Regions from separate parts of the Sus scrofa genome. Here region 2 is linked to region 1. The links are chromatin contacts, called in public Hi-C maps. All regions are on one chromosome and are shown on one strand. The core of a region is the stretch at or near the end of the contact, and the rest is flanking DNA. Distances in the headings are between cores, read along the strand shown. Region 1 holds the start of ADAT1 (tRNA-specific adenosine deaminase 1). Region 2 holds the start of LOC100522551 (carbohydrate sulfotransferase 6).

The links. Hi-C and Micro-C count contacts between places; a contact is called where the count stands out from the background.
Region 2: a Hi-C map of epiblast stem cells shows a contact between it and region 1, with 2.1 times the contacts expected there. The contact joins the promoter of LOC100522551 here to the promoter of ADAT1 in region 1. A contact is called at or near these places in 3 of 47 Hi-C or Micro-C datasets (embryonic fibroblasts, epiblast stem cells and skeletal muscle) and 1 of 2 datasets of contacts at active chromatin or transcription factors (skeletal muscle).

Annotation. Positions count from the first base shown.
Region 1 is chr6:12,074,949-12,077,724 of Sscrofa11.1, reverse strand. It overlaps ADAT1 (tRNA-specific adenosine deaminase 1), which reads right to left and starts at 1,362. Exons shown (of 10, transcript XM_021093768.1): 1 at 1,309-1,362.
Region 2 is chr6:12,164,817-12,167,719 of Sscrofa11.1, reverse strand. It overlaps LOC100522551 (carbohydrate sulfotransferase 6), which reads right to left and starts at 1,542. Exons shown (of 5, transcript XM_013998171.2): 1 at 1,378-1,542; 2 at 931-1,225.

The DNA.
Region 1 (2,776 bases), core at 113-2,612:
ATATAGCAGACAAATGATTTATCTACAAGGAGCCCCTTGCTCCTATCCTGTTAAACTAATTAAACAAGGAGGCCATCAGACTGAAGAGACTCTAATGCTGTGGTGGTCTATCTAAGCAAACCAAGATCTAAACAATTTCTTTTCTTGCTTCTGCACTTATGCTACATCAGTTTCTACCTTGGCTCCTGTCTGCAGAGGGCTCCTAACTACTTCCACTTAGCTTGTGCCTGATTGGAAAGGATTTTTGCTCAAATAAACTCATAAAAGTTCTAAAATGCCTCAGTTTATAATTTACCAGTTCGGATGTGCAGGCCTGTTATTTCAATAAATGGTCATGGTAAATCAGACCACAGTGATTTAAAACAAGAATCCGGAAGGCACTGACATAAATTACGACTTTAAAGTCAGAGAACCAGCCTAAGTCTTGTATCTCTCTGAGCAAAAGAAAAGCATGGGCGAGCCCAGAATCCTCCATTTAGAAGGGATTTCTCTCTCATTTCAGGGGCAGAGGGGACATACAAGGCAGTATACTTTATGAAGGCAGATACTCTGGCACCAAACTGAAATTAAACCAGAGGCACGCATCACAAATCATAACAGCCAAAGACAACTTGCTAGAAGAAACGCTGACTCCCTACGATACAGCGGCTCAAAACTGTATCACCACCTTATTCAGAGTTGAGTCTGGAGGAGCGTGCCCAGTAGCGGAAATGAATAAATGTTTTGCTGTACTGCGTCCACTATTCTCTCCTAGAACTTGAATAATTTCTTCATATGAAACAACAGTTTAGTTAGACATGCACTTCTTTGCCCACAAGGCGGCATGTTTTAACAGCGGCAAAAAGTTTAAAAACCCACTTCCTTTTGAAAGAAAATTCAAGTCCGGAAGGCTGTCTGGGGAAAAGGCTTTAGCGAGGTTGGAAGGGACGCCTATTTTCCTTAGCCTCCCCTCCTCAACACCCTCCAGAGGCCCATTCGGCCAGGTATGGGTAACTCCAGGCCCGCGCAGCAGGGACAACGTGCACGCCTGCCCGCTGGAGTTATGCGGTATGCAACCCCCGGGTCACGCGCCCCGCGCTCGTCCGCAGCAGTCGCTGTCGGCGCAGGGATGTCAGCATGAAAGGAGCCGCATTTTCCCACCAGACACGCCGCTGGGTGCGGGGGAAGGTCCGCAACATCCACTTCCCACACAAAAAGGGGTCGAGAAAGTCAGACCTACAGCATCTTCCCCGGGAGCCCCAGGGCCCTCCCTATCCTGTGCGCCCTCGGCCCCACGACCGCAACCGCTCACGGACACCGCCCTCCCACCTCCTCGACACGCGCTCTCGAAGGGAGGAAGAAGACCGCGCGGCGCAGCGGACGTGACGTCACAATGAGGTGGCCCTCCCAAGCCTGTTCCCTGGAGGCACGCAGTGCACGCTGGCCCTTGTAGTCCTCCAGGGGCCGGAGCCAGGGGGCTGCAGGGTGGATCCTTAGAGTCCGTCGATTTGCGTTGCTCTGCGTAGATACAGATGTAATGGGCTCAGGGAGGCTGATTCCCCGGTAAGATAGATTCGTACGGTAGAATGAGGTTGTATGTTGGAACACTAGTTTGAATTTTTGTCTAAAACAGGTCTGTCCAGTAGAAATATAATTCGAGCCAGATATGTAATTTAAAATGTTCTAGGCGCTATATTTTAAAAAGTCAAAAGAAAAGGTGAAATTAATTTTAACCATATATTTTAACCCAGGTTATCCAACATATTTCAACGAGTAATCAATATTTAATAAAAATGTTCACTTATTTTACATTTTTTTACACTAACTTAAGAAAACTGGTGTGTATTTTATATCTCAGTTCTGACCAGCCACATTTCAAATGCTCAATAGCTACGTATGGCCGTTGGGTACTGTAGTGGACAGTGCTAGTCTAAAACCTTCGGTTTGCCAAAAATAGGTAGTATAGCTGTTTGGACATTTCAGAAGTCTGTATCATTCAGCAGTTTTTTTTGTTGTTGTTGTTTTTGTTTTTAACTCAGTTCCTAATGATGAGAGAGTTCTCTCAAATGCTAGAGGAGTGCAACTTAATTGACCCCATCCTTCTCCCTAGATCACAGGAAAAGGGCCACAGGCTTCCTCCAAGGATAAGGACCTTGCTCTTCCTCTCTCTCCTACAAGTCTAGAACTTGGGACCATACTTGTTTTTGTTCACCCCCATACAGCAGTTAGCAAATTGTGAGCCTTCAGCTGTTTAAGGGGGTATTTGTCATTTTTCTTGCCAAATGCCACAGATGTCTACAGCTGCTTCATTTCTTCTCTATCTCTGGCATTCTTGAGGCCAGACAGCTGGCTCTGCTCTAGTCTACTACTAAACAGCTTTTTTTTTTTTTTGTCTTTTTAGGATTGCACCCTTGGCATATGGAAATTTCCCAGTCTAGGGGTCAAATTGGAGCTGTAGCCACCGGCCTACGCCAAAGCCACGGCAACACAGGATCTGAGCCACTCGGTGAACTACACCACGGCTCATGGCAATGCCAGATCCTTAACCACTGAGCGAGGCCAGGGATGGAACCCACGTCCTCATGGATACTAGTTGCACTCTTTAACTGATGAGCCACGACGGGAACTCCCTAAACAGCTCCTCATTAATCCTTGTTGCCTTTCCAGTGGTCCACATTGATGGTACAGTGTTGCCAGAAGTCCAGTCCCTTATCTTGACCCCACACCCCTCCTTTGGTGAGATGATTGTTTTTTTTTTTTAGTTAACAGCACCTCGCTGAAGGATGTGCCATAGAAG
Region 2 (2,903 bases), core at 293-2,792, 90 kb before region 1:
CCCTTCGGAGTATTTGTTCAGGAATCTTCCAAATCTTGGGTCCCAACTATATTCTAAGAATCCAAGAGAAAGCCTTTGCATAAGGAAAATGCGAAGATGTGGCCAGGTTGCAGTGATCCTAGCACCAGCAAGTGGCAAGCCTAGGCAGGGGCAGAAGAGACACAACAGACAGTGAATAACGGCAAGAAGCCTGGCTTCTGAAGCTGGATTGGGTGAAAATCTTGCTCTACAATCAGTAGGGTGTGTGACTTTGAGCAAGTCACTGCTAACCTCTCCATGCCTCACTTGACTAGTGTAAATGAGGCTTTAACAGCGCCTACACACTAAGCGCAATAGAACCCTTAAGGCTCACTGAGCAGCACGTTATTCTCATTAGCGCTGGTACCTGGCTCACTCCCTCATGCTTCACATCAGCCAAGTCCTTTCTGCTCTTGAGGCCTCCGTTTTCCCATCCTCGTGCCTCCGGGACAAGAGGGAAGAGAAAAGAGAGTTAACATTTGCTGGGGACCTACAGCTGAAGCCAAGAGAGGTCTCTATTGTTGCTCAAGGTCCAGCAGCCAGAAGCAGGGGCCTCAAATTCAGCTGGATCTGGTTCTCAACTGGCTCACCGAGCTGCTTTTCCCCCAGAGGTCGGAGGAGAAAGCCCCTAGAGAGGGCTTTCGAGATGAAGGGCATACCGTTTGAAACTCAAGTTGCAAGAGACAAGGTATCCTCAGCCAGAGACATCGTGCGCTGAGGCCCCAGGAAGACACTTTCGAACCAGCGCTTGAGAAGGTAATGTCTTTTTCACGTTCTGATAAAACCACCTCCACCACCATCACCTCGGCTCCTCCCCGCACACCTCCCCGCTGTCTCCTCGGATGTGCCACTGCCCGGGCCCAAGCCGCCCAGGGTGTGGTCATCCCGCGCGGAGAGGACAAGCCAACGTACCCCAGGCGAGGCGTCCCTGCCCGACGGGCGCGGCGGGAGGCTCACGTCTCTGTCCCCAGTCCTAGCAAAGACTCCTGGACGTCGTCTCCTCCAAGTTCCACTCCACAGCCTCTCTGTCTCCCCGTCGGAAGAATCCGCAGGGGCTGATTTGTTCTGCAAGGTCCCAAAGCTGTGAAGGGGCACCCAGGGACACCGGGGACAGGCAAGGGGCACGGCCCTGGGAAGCGGATACCAAGATGTTGGAGGCACCTGGAGACCCAAGGCGCCGGGAATCTGGAAACAGAGCAGGAATCCCCTAAAAAAAAGAGAGAGAGAGAGAGAAGTGTGGTAAGAACGGGAAATTGGGGGAGTCTTCCTGGGGCAAGGACGAGAAACAGATGCCGCCCCCCCTGCCCCGGAACCCTACGGGGCCGGGCCCCGCGCCCCACGCCCCACGCCCCACGCTACCTGTGCGGCCGCCCGCAGGGCTGCTCAGGCGCTGCCGGCCGGAGCGAGCGCGCACAATGAGGCGCTTTCAGACGTGGCTGCGGTCCCGGAGCAGGCGGGAGGGAGCCGGGGCGGGAGGGAAGGAAGGAAAGAGCCGGTTGGCCCCCGGCTGCAGATACCCAGCCCACCCCCGGCCGAGGGGCCACGCCTCGGGGGAGGGGCGGCCGTCCAGGGGCGGGCCCCGCGGAAGGCGCGCGGCAGCCGGCCGGGGGCTGCCCGAGGCGCACGGTTTGGCTACGGCTGTGAAAGGGTGCTCGCGGTCACCCCTCATCCCAATAATTGACCAAAAAAACAAAAAGCAAAAACAAAAACCCAAACAAGCTTGTCCATCCCTCCAATCCCCAGAAAGGAGAGGCCCGTGGGAACACAAAAGGCCCTTGTGAAGGAAAGCGAATCTTAATTTTGCCCCTCCTCGCTCTCGGTGGCATCCTCGCGGCCAAATGACCTGGAATCCAAACTCTTTCCCGAGCCCCCAGCCTCAAGCCTAAGCCAAGTCCCAGGCACCTTGATGCCAGGAGAGTCTGAGCTGGGAGGGCCCAGGACACCAGGTGGCCCTCAGGAAGTAGGCCTGCAGCTGGCTGTCTCCCTCCTCCTGGCCCCTCTCTGCCCTCATCTCCACCCAGAGGCTCAGGCCTGATGGCAGGTCCGAATAAATACAGGTTTTGTTTCAATAAATAAAGATGTTATTTCCTCCTACAGATAACAGAGCAGAGTTCAAGCATCTGAAAAAGACAGAGCATCCTGACCTCTCATAATCCATGGTGGGATTTAAAAAAGAAGCCTCTGCTGCTGCGAGTATAAATTAGTGCATTCTTTCCATGATGCGGTTTGGCAAGATGAATTAACATCCTTAAGAATGGTCATACGCTTTTTGAATTGGAAATTTCTTTCTAGGATCTAGGAATTTTTTTCCCCTTTTTAGGGCCGCACCCATGGCATATGGAAGTTCCCAGGAGTTAAACCAGAGCTCTAGCTGCTGGCCTACTCACAGCCACAGCAACCAGGATTCCAGCCTCCTCTGTGATCTATACAACAGCTCAACGAAAGGCCCAGTGCTTAACCCATTGAGCGAAGCCAGGGATGGAACCACATCCTCATGGATACTAGTCGGGGTCGTTATTGCTGAGCCACAATGGGAACTCCTCTAGGATCTATCTTAAGGAAATAAATTAGCAAAAAGGATTTATATGCAAGGTTCTTAGGAGGGTTGTTTATGAGAGCAAATAATTAGAAACAAATGATTAAAAAGATGTGTATCTGTGTATCAGAATGCCAACAGTGATAACTTTTTTTTCTTAGGGCCGCACCCGTGGCATATGGAAGTTCCCAGGCTAGGGGTCCAATCGGAGTTACAAGCTGCCTGCCTACACCACAGCCACAGCAACACAGCATCCGAGCTGTGTCTGCAACCTACACCAGAGCACATGGCAATGCCAGATCCCCGACCCACTGAGCGAGACCAGGGATTGAACTGGCATCCTCATGGA